3 separate regions of the Zea mays genome follow, and regions 2 and 3 are each linked to region 1. A link is a contact called in public Hi-C data. All regions are on one chromosome and are shown on one strand. Each heading gives the region's core, a stretch centred on a gene start, on an enhancer-like site or on the middle of the called end of the contact. The rest is flanking DNA. Distances are from core to core; before and after follow the strand shown. Region 1 holds the start of LOC100193686. Region 2 holds the start of LOC100280575. Region 3 holds the start of LOC542318 (sugary 1).

Evidence for each region. Hi-C and Micro-C count contacts between places; a contact is called where the count stands out from the background.
Region 2: a contact with region 1 is called in a Hi-C map of leaf, with 2.4 times the contacts expected there. The contact joins the promoter of LOC100280575 here to the promoter of LOC100193686 in region 1. A contact is called at or near these places in 3 of 25 Hi-C or Micro-C datasets (ear, leaf and tassel).
Region 3: a contact with region 1 is called in a Hi-C map of ear, with 4 times the contacts expected there. The contact joins the promoter of LOC542318 here to the promoter of LOC100193686 in region 1. A contact is called at or near these places in 5 of 25 Hi-C or Micro-C datasets (bundle sheath, ear, leaf and 2 more).

The regions. Positions count from the first base shown.
Region 1 is chr4:42,761,707-42,766,468 of Zm-B73-REFERENCE-NAM-5.0, reverse strand. It overlaps LOC100193686, which reads right to left and starts at 2,720. Exons shown (of 11, transcript NM_001138778.1): 1 at 2,376-2,720; 2 at 1,782-1,848; 3 at 1,559-1,678; 4 at 1,016-1,147; 5 at 763-888; 6 at 186-613; 7 at 1-88. The coding sequence starts at 2,506.
Region 2 is chr4:41,854,166-41,858,927 of Zm-B73-REFERENCE-NAM-5.0, reverse strand. It overlaps LOC100280575, which reads left to right and starts at 2,202. Exons shown (of 3, transcript NM_001153494.1): 1 at 2,202-2,599; 2 at 2,739-2,915; 3 at 4,108-4,378. The coding sequence starts at 2,357. The coding sequence ends at 4,173.
Region 3 is chr4:43,427,336-43,432,097 of Zm-B73-REFERENCE-NAM-5.0, reverse strand. It overlaps LOC542318 (sugary 1), which reads right to left and starts at 2,170. Exons shown (of 18, transcript XM_008680135.3): 1 at 1,505-2,170; 2 at 1,072-1,257; 3 at 858-950; 4 at 382-534. The coding sequence starts at 1,867.

The DNA of each region.
Region 1 (4,762 bases), core at 1,471-3,970:
GGCATTGTGGATGTTGACCCAGAAACAGAGCTGCTCTTCATGTGCCATCTTTCTAGGATCAATCTTCTCCAGCCGTTTGATCAGCGATCTACTGGGTCACAAAATACCACCTGTAATTTAATCAAACATTTTCCTATTCCCATGGTTCTAATCCTCTTTTTTTTTTTTTTTGCATGGTTGCTTACCTGATAGTGTCCAGCATTTTGCAGGCATACTCAAACTTCTCCTCGTCTACATGTATCCCTGGGAAAACCATCACCCCACTGTACCGCCCACTGCTCCCGCCGGACGAAGCGTACGCGTCCGGGGTCGCAGTCGCGTCGGCGTTGTAGTAGCACCGAGGGCTCCAGCCACGGACGGGGTGCTGCTTCTTGAGGGAGAAGGAGCTCGACGCGGACGAGACCGAGAGAGAAGGCGTGAACGGCGGCGTCTCGGACCTCGCCTCCTCCTCCTCCTGCGACAGCGGCCTGCTCGCGAGCTTGCAGTAGACGGCGGAGACGCACCGCAGTATGTCCTCCGAGAGCTTGCACGAGATCTTAGGCACGTACTCAGCGATCGAGGCGCTCAGGAAGTTGGCCAGGCTGGACCGCCCTGAGGAGCACCTGGAGAGCTCCTGCGCGTGCTTCAGCAGAACACCACCAAGAGCCGTGTGTTAGATCAGATGGTTTCTGTCGTCAACAGTCAACACTCAAGAACCAGCTGGTAGTAGAAACAGAGCCAAAGGTGGAAGGATTGGTCGGAGAGAAGAGACGCTGCTCATACTACGCGTTTAGAATCGGAGAGCGTTGGTAGGCTGTAGGACGCAGACTCCTTGATGCTCCTCAGGCGAAGGGCGCCTTCGTCGTCAGCAGCAGTAGCCCTTCTGCTGCTGCGCTCATGGCGCGGTTCCTGCTCCACATATGATTGGGTCATAACGTAACTGTTTTGTCCGTTTCCTTTAGAGTGCGGCATGACTGACCTCCGGACATTGATGTGCTCCCGTTTGCAGAGGTGACGGGTGGTTGTGGTTGCGTACCTGAGCAGACGCGCGAGGGGAGACGCCGAGGTACTGGTCGAACGCGGCTCTGTACAGGGACAGCAGGTGCAGCTCCTTGCGGACGACTTGCTCCTCCAGGACGGCTATCTCCCAGGCCAGGTCCGCGGCAGACTGCGCTCGAAGCAAGATCAGTAGCCATCGAATGAAAGGCATGATCCATACATTACAAGTTTACAACTAGTCAACTATTCTCTTTCTCTCTGTCTGTCTTGCTAAATCATGTTCAAAATTTGGAATTCGGATACAGTTCCCTGACAACAGCACGTACGTACTGGCAGTACGTCATTAAGAAGGAAAAGAAGAAGAGAAGCATAATCATCACTCATGGCTTTTACTCACTTCTCCCTAGATATGACAAAGCATCATTGTGCTGGCACAAGAGATGGATAACAGCCAGGAATGTGATTGGTAATAAAGCATGGACGGAAGTCGGAAGACCTGCACTCTAATAACAGCTTTTGGAAAGAAAGAAAAAACAGCTAGGCCCTGGCCCTCCAAGATCATGAGCCAGCTAACACTAACCTTCGAACCGCTTCTTTCAGCTCTCTCTGTGGCTGCGGCGACGCGATGCTCGGGAAACTGGTCAGGGAGGTCGAGCGAACGCCTTGTGTCGTCGAGCACCTCACTGCGACTGATGGCCGCCTGCGCAACCATGCATGGAAATAAAAGGCGTGGAAGACGCGAGCTTTCAGTATGTCAGTTTGACGAACATGAGCAAGAACCGAAGGCGGGTTAGGTTACCCACAGGTATGTGACCGGCGGAGAGTCGCGGCGACACGTCGGGAGCATTTACGTACGACGCGCTCGTTGTTCTGGAAAAAAAAAACACAATGACTGGTTGAGGTCAGAAGGACACCACCGAGCCAACAAGAGGATCGGTGCGTGGTTTAAAGCTACTGACGACTGGATAACTATGATCTTTCTTTCTTTATTTTTTTTTCCAGTAGAATGGCGCCAGAAACATGGTAGCAACTAGCAAGCAGATGACACGGAGCTGGAAAAATGGCTCTGGAAGTGCAGCTGAAGTGTCTGTCTTGCTATTCAGTATTCACCGACAGAAAAGGGATCGAACAGCGGTAGCTGGAAAAAAAAAACAGCTCTGGAAGTACAGCAGAAGCCTAGAACACAAAGTTTCAGCGTTGCTGAGCGGTCCATATCAACTGAAGCGAAGTGAAGTGATCGACAAAGACAGGGCACAGAGAATTGCAGTGTATATAATAATATAAGGAACATACGGTCAGTTTCGCTGGAAAAAAGAAAGAAAGAAAGAAAGAAACAAGGAATAAGTGAATAACTAAAAAAAGCCAGAATGGGTGCTTCATGCTTGATGCTAACTAACCTTCTGGAGTGTCGGTGTTGCAGGCAGGAAGAAGACGAGTGAGCCCCGTTCGGTCTTCTTCCGGCGTCTCTTCCCTTGACCTTGAGCACCGCCGCCGCCGCCGCCTCTGGTCGTCCGCCGGCACTCTCCATGGCGGATGGATGCTGCGCGTGCTTCGGTCACCAAGAAGCGCCAAAGCCGAGCTTCAGCTGTGTGTCATGCGATCTTGCTGCCTGGAATGATGACGAGCGCTACCAACTGAAGGAGGAGGAGGAGGAGGAGGAACAGAATATGGCTCTCAAAGGTCAGCGAAAGCGATGAGCATGGGAGCTAGCCGCGCTAATGGAGCTCGCGGCGGAACACGCGTATAGTACCAGGGGAGGGGAGGCCGTGATGAGAGGCGGGGTGGGATTTGTGGAGGATTATATTGGCCCACGCACGAGCGAGCTCGAGCTGAGGCCAGAGGAAATCATTAGGAAAGCTAATAAAGAGAGGGAGGGGCCGGGAGGACGAAATGAAACCCTGCAGGAAGATACGCGCAGGCCCAGGGCTTCGCGCGCTCGAACGCTCGTCAGGGGAAAAAAGATTAAGAAAAGGAGACGGGCATAAAAGAAAGAAAGAAAGAAGGAAAGGAAGGGAGAAATTGTTAAAGAGGAGCGCAGGCACCTCCGCCATCATCACGATGTAGTCCAGGCTCCAGCAGGCAGAGCTCAGTCCGAACAGTAATGGCGAGGCGAGCAGAGAGAAAGGGTTAGCCGTTAGCGAATAGTAGCTAGCGGGGAGGGATGGCGGCTGGGAGACGGCGACGCGTAGCGGGTGGGTCTCAGTGATGGCGCGCGTCCTGCTGCTGCGTGCATGCTTGCTTTTGCTGCAGGGTGTCATTAGGTACGGTGGCTGCAGCCGATTATTAGGATTAGGTAGCGAGTTGCTTGCTCTGCCGGTGTCCGGTGGGTGCAGCCGATTATTATCGTGATGCATGCATGCATGCAAATCGCAAGGCAAACCACCGCGCAACCACCGTGCCGTCTCTGTTGCGGACCGACGTATACTTGTTCCAGTTCCAGACCTACGTGAGTGGATCCGTTGCGATTCTGCAGCGGCGGTTTGGTTTGGTGTACCCAAAGTGCGTGGTGCGGTTGAGTTGACAGGCGACGACGGACCCTTTTAGGGCCTGTTTGTTTACCCCCATGGATTATATAATCTGGATTATTTTTGGAGGATTATATAATCTGGATTATATAATCTCGGTAGTCCTGTTTGTTTACCCAGATTATTTGAGTTGTTAATAAGATTTTTTTGTATGAGAAAGACAAGAATGCCCTTTATATTTGTACTAGGTTGAAACTCATATATGAAAAAAAAAATCAATTGACATTGGCAAATATTGCATTAGCAATATTATCACGGAAGGCATTCATGTCACCTTCTTCATCCCCAAATTGACTAGTACTAGGCGCAAAAACGATTCGGTGGATTATAATGGCAATGGTGGGTAATTTCTAGGAAACTTGAAAGGGTAGTGGGGAAGTGGGAAAAAAATAATCTGAAATAAGCACCTCCTCACTTGCTTATGGATTATCATAATCCAAGGGGTTAGATTATATAATCTAGTCAAATAAGCTGGACTGTTTGTTTGCCTCTTAAGATTATTTAATCCAAATTATATAATCTCGGGGGTAAACAAACAGGCCCTTAGTCCCCGACATATCAACTAGTACAAATAGCCTGTGTAGTAGAGATGGTTCAGAACCCTTTTACAGGCGTTTTCAGATCCAGCTATCTATGTACCTATGGAAATGGTTCGAATGGTTAATTGAGAACTGTTACTGAAAAATCGATTTCATCGATGTAAAACATTGACGCATCGTACGTAATTAGTTATTTATTTTTCGTGAGAACTGAGTCATGGAAACTGGGATAGATGATGCGATGAACACAGCAGGGTACGGTGTGGAATGATTGAACAATGCAAGCGAGAGGTCGGTCTGTCGGGATGGCACTGACGACAGGGTCACAGGGATGGGATGGATTGGACTTGGAGGGAGCGAGGGACGCCGGGCGCGGGGCGCGGGCCAGGGGAGCCGACGCCGACGCCGAGAGACGGGGGAGGGACGCCGGAGATCAGGGGCTAGTTAGAGGTAGGCACGCGGCACGGGATAGGGTGAAAAGGCAGCCCAAAGCCAGCCAAACGCTGGGCGTGGCAATGGCATCAGGCGGCAGACTGGCGGAGGAGAGGCTGGGCGCCTTCCATATGGACCGTGGGCGCCGCGCGCCGGCCGCAGGCGGGAGCGAGAAGAGAAAGCCCACTGCCCACCTCGTAGCGGCGCTGCGCCTGGCCACCTGCACCTGCACTGCACCAGGTAGCACCTGTACTCTGCACGGCGATAAAAACGCCGTCTTTTTACACA
Region 2 (4,762 bases), core at 953-3,452, 910 kb after region 1:
CGCCCCTTGTTGATTCGGATCACCGACCGGGGGACCTCATTCGATCCCTTTTCAATTTCAACATACAGGCGCCGTGATGTTCCTGTTCGAGGGCCCCTTCGGCGACGTCCTGCACACCGGCGACTGCCGCCTGACGCCCGACTGCCTCAGCGCCCTGACGTCCCACCTCGCCCGCCGCATCGACTACCTCTTCCTCGACTGCACCTTCGCGCGGTGCTCCCTGCGCTTCCCCGCCACGCAGGACTCCATCCGCCAGGTGATCGACTGCGTCTGGAAGCACCCGAGCGCGCCGGTGGTGTACCTCGTGTGCGACATGCTGGGGCAGGAGGACGTCCTCGTCGAGGTGTCCAAGGCGTTCGGGTCCAAGATCTACGTCGACAGGGAGAAGAACTCCGATTGCCACCAGAGGCTGGCGCACGTCGCGCCGGAGATCCTCGCCGCCGACGACGCCGCGCCCTCCACCCGCTTCCACGTCCTGCCGTTCCCGCGGCTGTCGGAGCGGGCCACGGAGATCCTCGCGCAGGCGCGCGCCGCGCGCCAGCCGGAGCCCCTCATCATCAGGCCCTCCTCGCAGTGGTACGCGTACTACGACCCACCGCCACCGGAGGAGGCGTCGACGCAGCAGCAGCAGAAACCGGTGCTGACGGAGGCGATGCGCGACGAGTTCGGGGTCTGGCACGTCTGCTTGTCGATGCACTCCTCCCGGGAGGAGTTGGAGCAGGCGCTGGGGATCCTCAAGCCCAAATGGGTCGTCTCCACCACGCCGCCGTGCATGGCGGTGGACCTCAGCTATGTGAGGAAGCACTGCTCCCTGTCCCGGTTCGGACCTGACGATCCCATCTGGAAGTTGCTCGGGATATCTGATGGAATGTCTACCGTTACCAGCTCGGCCCAGGCAGTGCTGCTGACAGTAGAAGCCGTCGAGAAGCGCGAGGAAGTGTTCAGCGCTTGTGCTCCCTCTGATGATATCAGCCAAGCACCGGAGGAGGGTGCAGAAGCAGCAGTGGTTGATTTCGAGGTCAGAGTCGAGCCACCTGTCACGCTTTTCGGAAGCGCAAGGTTCGGATTACCACAACACGAACCTGAACTGTGGAACTATGAGTATGAGAGTGCCGAGATCATTGGTGACGATGAGCTTGAAGCCAAGGATTCTGCAACTGAGCTTGAGTTTTGTAGACATAGTAAGCCTATTCAAGTGGTTGGGTTAACTGAAGCTGCAACAAGGGAGCACAATCCGATCTGTGATGAATCTGAGCTGCTGAACGACATCAAATCTGATGACGGAGTAGAAGTAGTTGATCTAACTGAAGGTGGAAAGAAAGGTGTAGAGACTGAACATGACAGAGGGAACACAGCGGCTGAACTGGGGGCGCAAGAACAAAACCTGAATGCTCGTGCTCGTTTGACGGCGGGAGTTTGCAGGCATAAGATGACTACTGACGAAGGTACGGAAGCGACTGAAGGGATGGTCTCAGCTGCGCATGTTCTAGAGGATGGCACCACCGCTACACCAGGAACTGGGAGGAGCACTGATCATCAGTACTCTGAAAGGGCGAGCGATTCTTCAACCGTTGTCGGATCATCGAAGGGCCTCAACGCGAGCCTGAGGAGGCTGTACAGGTCGATGAACGTGCCGGTGCCGCGCCCCCTGCCATCGCTTGTCCAGCTGATGGCGGCTTCCAAGCGGCCCAGAGTCTCTCAAACTGCGCAGCTGTAGGTTCAGTCTTTTGCTGCTGCAAAATGAAATTGTTGCGAGTTTGTGCACTGTGGCCTGGCAACGGATTCGTATTGATTTGTTATGTGAAGAGGCAGATCAGGGATCTCAATCGTTTTGAACGTGTTATTTTCCATCGTTTTCCTTTTTTGTTCATGTTGAATCTATGCTGCTTGCCATTTCTCTATTAAAATAAAATCAGATGGAAAACCTTAGCATCAATCGACAAGTCTAAAAGCTTGCAGTAGAGTAGGGCTATTTGAAATCTTTTTGAGTATCAACTTTGTGGCACCTGATAAAAGAAACTCAAGTGACATTCAGAGACGAGAGAGAGAGCCTGGATTTCCTTCAGCTCCAGGATGAACCAGGGGGCAAATTGCAAAGTCTTGGACTGGGATAATAGTCGCAATCCCAACTTTGGGTATATTCGCAAACTGTCTCCTCCGTTAGGTCAAGAGACGTACGGCCCAGATTGATGGATATTTGCAGATTACTCTACACGAGTCACGATAGGAGGAAGACTGGAAGAGGAGGCGAGCACGTTTGCGGTGCCCACCCTCACCGTCCACTCCAGAACCCCAAATCCAGTTCCGTTCCAATCGCCGAGAAGGGCAGCAAAGGGGAGAAAAAAAAAGGAAATCTATGGCGGCGGCCGGCGGCGAGAACAGCGGCGCTGGCGAGGGCGAGGGCGAGTTCTACCTGCGCTACTACGTGGGACACAAGGGCAAGTTCGGGCACGAGTTCCTCGAGTTCGAGTTCCGCCCCGACGGCAAGCTCCGCTACGCCAACAACTCCAACTACAAGAACGACACCATGATCCGCAAGGAGGTCTTCGTCTCGCCCTCCGTCCTCCGCGAGGCCAGGAGGATCATCCAGGAGTCCGACGTATGCGCGCTCCCATTTTCTTTTCTTCACTGTGTTCTCGGTCTCTACCGAAAACCTAGCTAGGTTTTGCCGCTGAAGAGCCGGTTTCATTTTGTCTGTTTGATTGGTTTGTCGGTTGACCCCCCTACCCCGGTCGCAGATCATGAAGGAGGACGACAGCAACTGGCCCGAGCCCGACCGCATCGGCCGCCAGGAGCTCGAGATCGTCATGGGCAACGAGCACATTTCATTCACCACTTCCAAGATCGGCTCCCTCGTCGATGTCCAGTCCAGCAAGGACCCGGAGGGCCTCCGGATCTTCTACTACCTTGTCCAGGTTCCCCCTCAACCATGACAAATACAGATATTGTTTGTTTCCTGTGGCCCTCCAGAATTTTCATGGTTCTAAGCTCTACCTGACAATGTATTAATAACAAGCACATGATCAGTATGATAGATATTTTTTCCGTGTCTGATAACTTGACGCTAGCACTAAATACCTTGCTTGTGTGCTTGTGACTTGTGGGGACACCTGGATTCTCAAATTCAGGACAACAAGGAACAAAAATTGGCTTCTGACTTGTGACAAAGGAGGACAAGCAACTGAGAATATGCTTGTTCGTTCCGTTGTGCAGTTTATACTACCGGTAGCTTTCAGAACTATTGTTTGTGACCTTGATGTTAGATTGTACCTTAGCCAGACATTGGTTCATATTCACCAGACTTGGGATCCTTCTGATGGTTCCATCATCTTTTTTTTTTTTGTGCTGATCAGTTCTTATGCTGAACTTATGCGCAGCAGAGAAATAATGGTTAAATTGAATTGATTAGCTGCTGAGGCTAGTTGATGATAGTAGGCATCATTATTTTATACCTGTGGGCACCAGAGGAATATCAAGTTTAATAATTTTAGATGAACAAGTTTCTTTGGAGGAGAAAGATGTTCCTTAGCTGTTCTAGGATAATTGATTTTATATGAAACTGAAAATTACTGTACAATATAAATGCTCAACAAGAAAAGAGTCACCTCTCTTAGGCAAACTGTTTCTTGTCAACATTTAATTCCATACAACCCATTGTTTTGTGCTCATTAAATCTGACAAAAAAGATCTTTGTTATGTGAACTTGTGAAGACACATTAGCATTTCCCTTTTAAAGCTTCCTTCTGGGGTTTAGCAGTAAAATGTGTCATTTTTTCTTTCTAAAAGGATCTTGCTTTTCTAGGTTTTTTGTACATGTCATACTCAATGGTTCAGAAACTGTTGTATCTATACTGTCATGTTTTTTTAGGAACAATACTATATGTGTCATATACATGCTCTTCATCAACATAATCTGAATAATATCCCACAATCATATAAATGTGATTATGCGAACATGTTCTTAACCCTATGTTGGGCTAGCTTAGTGAATCATGTTGATGTTTGGCTTCCCCTACATCGTAAGGTGGAAAAAAACTCGTACTTCTGTCGTGCACAGGACATGGCACTGTAAATGAGATGCACTCCTGACGTCCACACTTAATGCAGGATCTGAAGTGTTTCGTGTTCTCGCTCATCAACCTTCACTTCAAGATCAAGCCAATCCAGTCTTGAGCTCCATCCCAAGCCTTCATGTAGCTGGTTTGTGAGACTGCGAGTGTTTTGAGAGAGAACCTTTTAACCATGTAAGATGATGTTGATATTGTGGACGATGCGTGCGATCGGCCCTGTGTGGTGCACTTAGTGGAAGTGGAACCCCCCTTTGCATTTGTTTTGTGCAAACTGCTGAGTAGTAGTGAACGTGATATTTGTGCCTTTTTATTCCTTCCAGTTTTTTTTTGTTGGGTGGGGATTCGTTTGGCACACTATTCTTCTCTGTTTGTCATCAGTGCTCTGCTGAAGGAGGCACATCATAGTAAATATGGATATGGTTTGCCCGGGACTTGTGGTGATCCAGATCCCCCATCCAAATTGCCATCATAAAGTTCACAGGGTGGTAACTACTGTGAGTTTCTCTAGTGGGCCTGGCTGCTGCAATTTCCGGACTCACCAAAGGTAGTCCAAGGAACCTTTGGTCTTGTTTCCAGCAGCAAGAAGTGAAGAATCTGTGTGTTTGTGATTAGGGTTCTGCCTGCCAGTGGTGACCATCCATAGATGTGGATGATGCTATCCTCCAATGGCTTTGGGGATCAGGGTTTCTCGT
Region 3 (4,762 bases), core at 921-3,420, 670 kb before region 1:
ATCTCTTCCTATAAGCTTAAGCTTTTGGGTTTTATTTAATTGTGCTAGTCAGGATTCGAATTCATGACCTCTGTCTTTAATACCATATTAAGTTACATGCACCAACCAATTCTTTCTATCCAAAAGCTTAAGCTGATAGGAGAAGGTTGACAATTCACTTATATTATATTCCAACAACAAACACATGCCAAAAAGTCTAAGACGACCAATACCACTGACAAGTTTACTGAGCAAAAACATTTATGTAAGCACAAAGTAAAATCTGTGTTTATGCCTATGAACTAATAGACTAGGGCAGCATTACTTGGCATAGTTGCAAAACCTAAACAAATGCATGAGGACACTTTCGCAGACTTATAGCTAGTCTGTTCGTAACAGTACCTTTAGATGGTCAAGCTTTGACACAGCACCAATGTAAGTTCCTGGGTGTTTTGTCTTGCTTGAGTTGTGCTTTGTGAATCCACGCAAATGCATTTCATATATGACAAGGTCCTTCTGATGGTACCCAAGGGGTAGGTCACCTTGCCAATCAAACTGCAAATGCAAACCCTTATCATACGAAATGAAATAACAAAGACAACATGAATACGCAGTAAATATAACTTCACTCCATTTGAACCTGCAAACGAGAAACTAAGTAACAGAACCAATGATCCTAACCTACAGTTGATAGTTCTAGCGCTTTGTTCAGTTAGTTCATCGGACTTTTCAAATCATCAATGACCAAATATATGCGGTGGTTTCTTTTTATTGTTTAATCGTGAGTGAGTCAGACATGGGGACATAAAACTGGAAGAGAAGGATACAGCATGAAAGCAAACAGGAAGGTAGTGTGAGCGAGAGTAGTTCTGGCTTACCTTATTATAGGGAAGAGGGATCATACCAGCCATTTGAGGCCAACAACTACCACCAGGCGCAGGCACACCATATTCACCTCGGCTTACCACTGCCTAGAGAAAACAACAACAAGAAGAAGTAAACAACTAAAACATGAGCAAGCACCCAGCAATCAGTTTCTGAGTGTGTCACAGCTCACACGCATAGCCAAAGTAAAGGACAACAGCCCGTCACCTTAGCGTATGGATCCACCACAACGTTGGACACATCGTAGTACTGTCCGCGCTCAGGGGCGAACACGCCATCGAACCTGTATCCGTAGAGCATGCCGTGCAGCTGGTCCCCGTGGATGAACACGTGCCACACGTTTCCCGTTCGGTTGAGCAGGGGATCGAGGGGCACCTCCTCGGTCACCCTATCCTGCATCATACCAGGAATACAGAGAACTCAGTCCATTTCAGCACCGGCGTATGCTATGAAGCCAAACAAATTAGCGTACAGCATCGGAGAAGCAAGTTATTCGAGAGAGAGAGAAATAGAGGAGTAAGTTATGAAGCCGACTTCCCTTCCATTCAAATTCCAAAAGAGAAGAAGAACGACACAGAAGGATCGCAGCACGCGTTGCAGAAATTGCATTCATCAAAGACTAGGGGTGGGGGATGCTCACCGCCTTGAGGTCGCCGGGAGCGAAGAGGCACAGCGACGCGGCGGAGGCACCGCTGGAGTAGACGGCGAAGTTGACACCGCCGCGGAGCGCGGTGGCGCCGAGCGGCGCGGGCATTCCCGCGAGCACCCGGCACGCGCCGCCCAGCGCGAACCTCTCCTCGGCCACCTCCTCGTCGTCGTCGTCGTCGTCCTCCTCCGCCTGCACCGCCTCGGCCACGGGCCGCGCGGCGGCGGCGTGGAGAGACAGCCGCCCCCGCCCCAGTCCCGCCACATTGGGCCGGCCCCGCACGCCGGCGCGCCACCGGCCCGCGGGCACGGCGAGCAGCGGGCGCGGCGACGAGACGCAGGGGAGCTGCTGCGCCATGGGGAGAGGAAGTGGAGGGGAGGGAGCCCAGTTCGTTTGGCTTTGGCCGATCAAGTAGTGCGTTCGAGTGGAGTGTGTGACGAGACGAGGTGGATGCGACGGAGCGCGGCTCGTCTTGGCTCCCGTGCGCGACGGTGTGAGGAGGGGCGGGTCCGGATCACGCACGCCGCCCGCTCGCTCACGCAGTGACGCTGACAGAGTGGGGCCGGAGCCTCGGATCGGCGGACGGCGGGGTCGGAGCGTGCGTTTTTTCACAGCCGGAAGCGTCTGCGTCTGCGTCCGGCCACCGTCGTCCACTCGGCCCGTGTCGTTTTTTCGCAGCGGGAGGCGGACGTGGGCTTTTTCTGTGGGGCCCGCGTACTGGCAAACACGATCTAGTTGCCGCTTTTCAGGCACTATACTATTCCACTTTTTATTATTTATACTCTTATATTCACCAAAAGAAAAGAACTAAACTTTTTTCATACTTTCACAGTGATACTTTATACATATACATATACATATAATAAGGTCTAGTTTGACAATCCTATTTTATCAAAAGTTTTACATTTTTTCAAAGAAATTAGTTTATTTTCTCTTGAAAAATAGGAATTTCTCAGAAAAATAGAGTTTACAAACTAGTCTTAAAATAATAAACCAATGCGATATTTCTTTTAAAAACGAGATATATGTATCTTATATTAATATACATGTATGTGGAGATAACAAAGGCTTGCTCAATTTGTACGGTGTGGGTGGTTAATTAACACAAAAGAGAATTCTCTCTTACTATGGTCTAGTAAAGTGACAATATAAATAAAATAGAAAAGGAAGAACCAAAGAGGATCTGAAGGAACGTACTCGGCAGCAGTCCCTAAATACTAAGAACTGTCAAACATATCTTTGGAGTTGGTTGATGAGATGGATCTAAATACTAAGAATTTGATTATTATGGTGTCTCAGCATGTGCTGTGCTATTTGAATAAGTAGAAATGAATTAATATTTAACAAAGTACATATGTTGACTTATTTGCAGGTTTTATTTGGAGGAACTCATTGGCTCAGACTCTAGACGCAGCTACAGAAAAGTGAAGAAGCAGCTGATCTTTTAATTAAAATCTGTCGTTATCTGAAGTTGGTGGCCACGCAGTTTTTTGCTTATCAGGGTTGGAGGTTTTTAAATAGGATTGAGTTGTAATGAGCCGTTTTTTAAAGTGAGTTTGAGTCGCTGATGAGTAGGGGAGTTATTAAGTCTTCTAGACTTATAATTTTGTTATGTTTTGTGAGATGTTTTAGATTTTTTTTTAAGTTATGTGAATTTGCGCTTACCCTCGAAATAGTAAAACCGGATTTTGGTCTATTATTTATCTAAAAAAAGAAGGTAGCAGTCCCTAGAAAATCTGGGAGCCCCTCTCCCTCGGCGCGTGTCCGGACCCGGGAGTGGGCCCCGTGGACATGGGCTTTTCTGTGGGGCCACCGTGAATCAAAGGGGTGCAGCGAAAGCTGCGAAACGTGAACGGGAGCATCACCGTCACGGCGTCGCCTAGATCCCCGTCGTTTCCCGCAACGGACGCACGCTCCGTGCACGGTGATCCATCTTTTGGTGCCGGCTGGTTCGTCGAAAGGAGGTAATAAATTAATTAATTACTAGGTTAGTTCCCGTGCGTTGCAATGGGAACATATTAATATCATGATAACTTATATATAAATGTGTTATATTGTTATGAAAAAAGATTTTGTAATTCATTGGTGATCCTGGCTATACATATACATTTTGTTATTTTAATCTACCTGTTTTACCACTACATTGCAACCATCAATATCATGCAGACCTATATATATGATAGTTCGGTGTCTCTGCGTTGCGACGATTTGCGACGACTCACAAATTATTAATAAAACGCGAGTGCACAACAATTACATGAAAACAAACAATATATCGACAATCGTACACTAATATATTCCTTTGTAGAGATATTGATAAGTCTTTTGTATGTTTGCATGAAGGATGACCCTTAGTGCATGGGCATTTAGGATTTAGCAACCCGCACGGTCCATGCATCATATGCTTTATAACCATCTTGTACAGTTGTGGGTACTTTTTCTTATCAGAGATCTCAGCCTAAGTTGGTAATACAATATATGACGATGTATCATGACCTCCATAGAATAATTTTGTATTGCAGGGTGAAAATTATAAAAAGGAGATCCTAAGCCTGTCATAAGGGGACAATGAGTTGTGACTATCAAAATTATTTTAACTCACAAATATAACCATTTTATCTTTTATGTTGCGAGGATATATGTTGTGGCATGATTTCTACATTACTTACATATGGATAAGTATTATGACAACATTCAACCCATCTAAAGATGAATCCTCTAAAACAGGTAGAGCAACTGAAGCAATTTAGAGAAATAAAATATTAGTGCACAATGCTTGCACGAAAACGAACAATACATATTATCTTAACCTCAATATCTCACAAAAATTTTATCAATAACCAATACACAACTAAACCAATACAAAGATCATATTCACTTTAAAGATTCGTACACCATAGAGAGAATAGTAATAGCACATAAGCCCTTAAAAACACACAAATTTTCTCATGCCCCAACACAAACAACGTCTCAAAATAGAAAGAGAACACCGAAGACGCAAAAGCCAGAATGAAATTCTTGATCCATGAACTACGAAGTGCACTGAAACTCTTCACAACACCTGCTGCAAGCTGAAGTATCCAGTGCAATATGCAAGCCCTTCGTGGTCCTCTGTAATCATCAGTGGAAGATTTGTAAGTTATGGCTACTACTGGAAGGATTAAAAAACTTAGACCACTCACATAACAATATCGGTTGTGAAGGATACATGTATCTTATTGAACAAAAAAATTCACATGCAAAGAGAAGAAA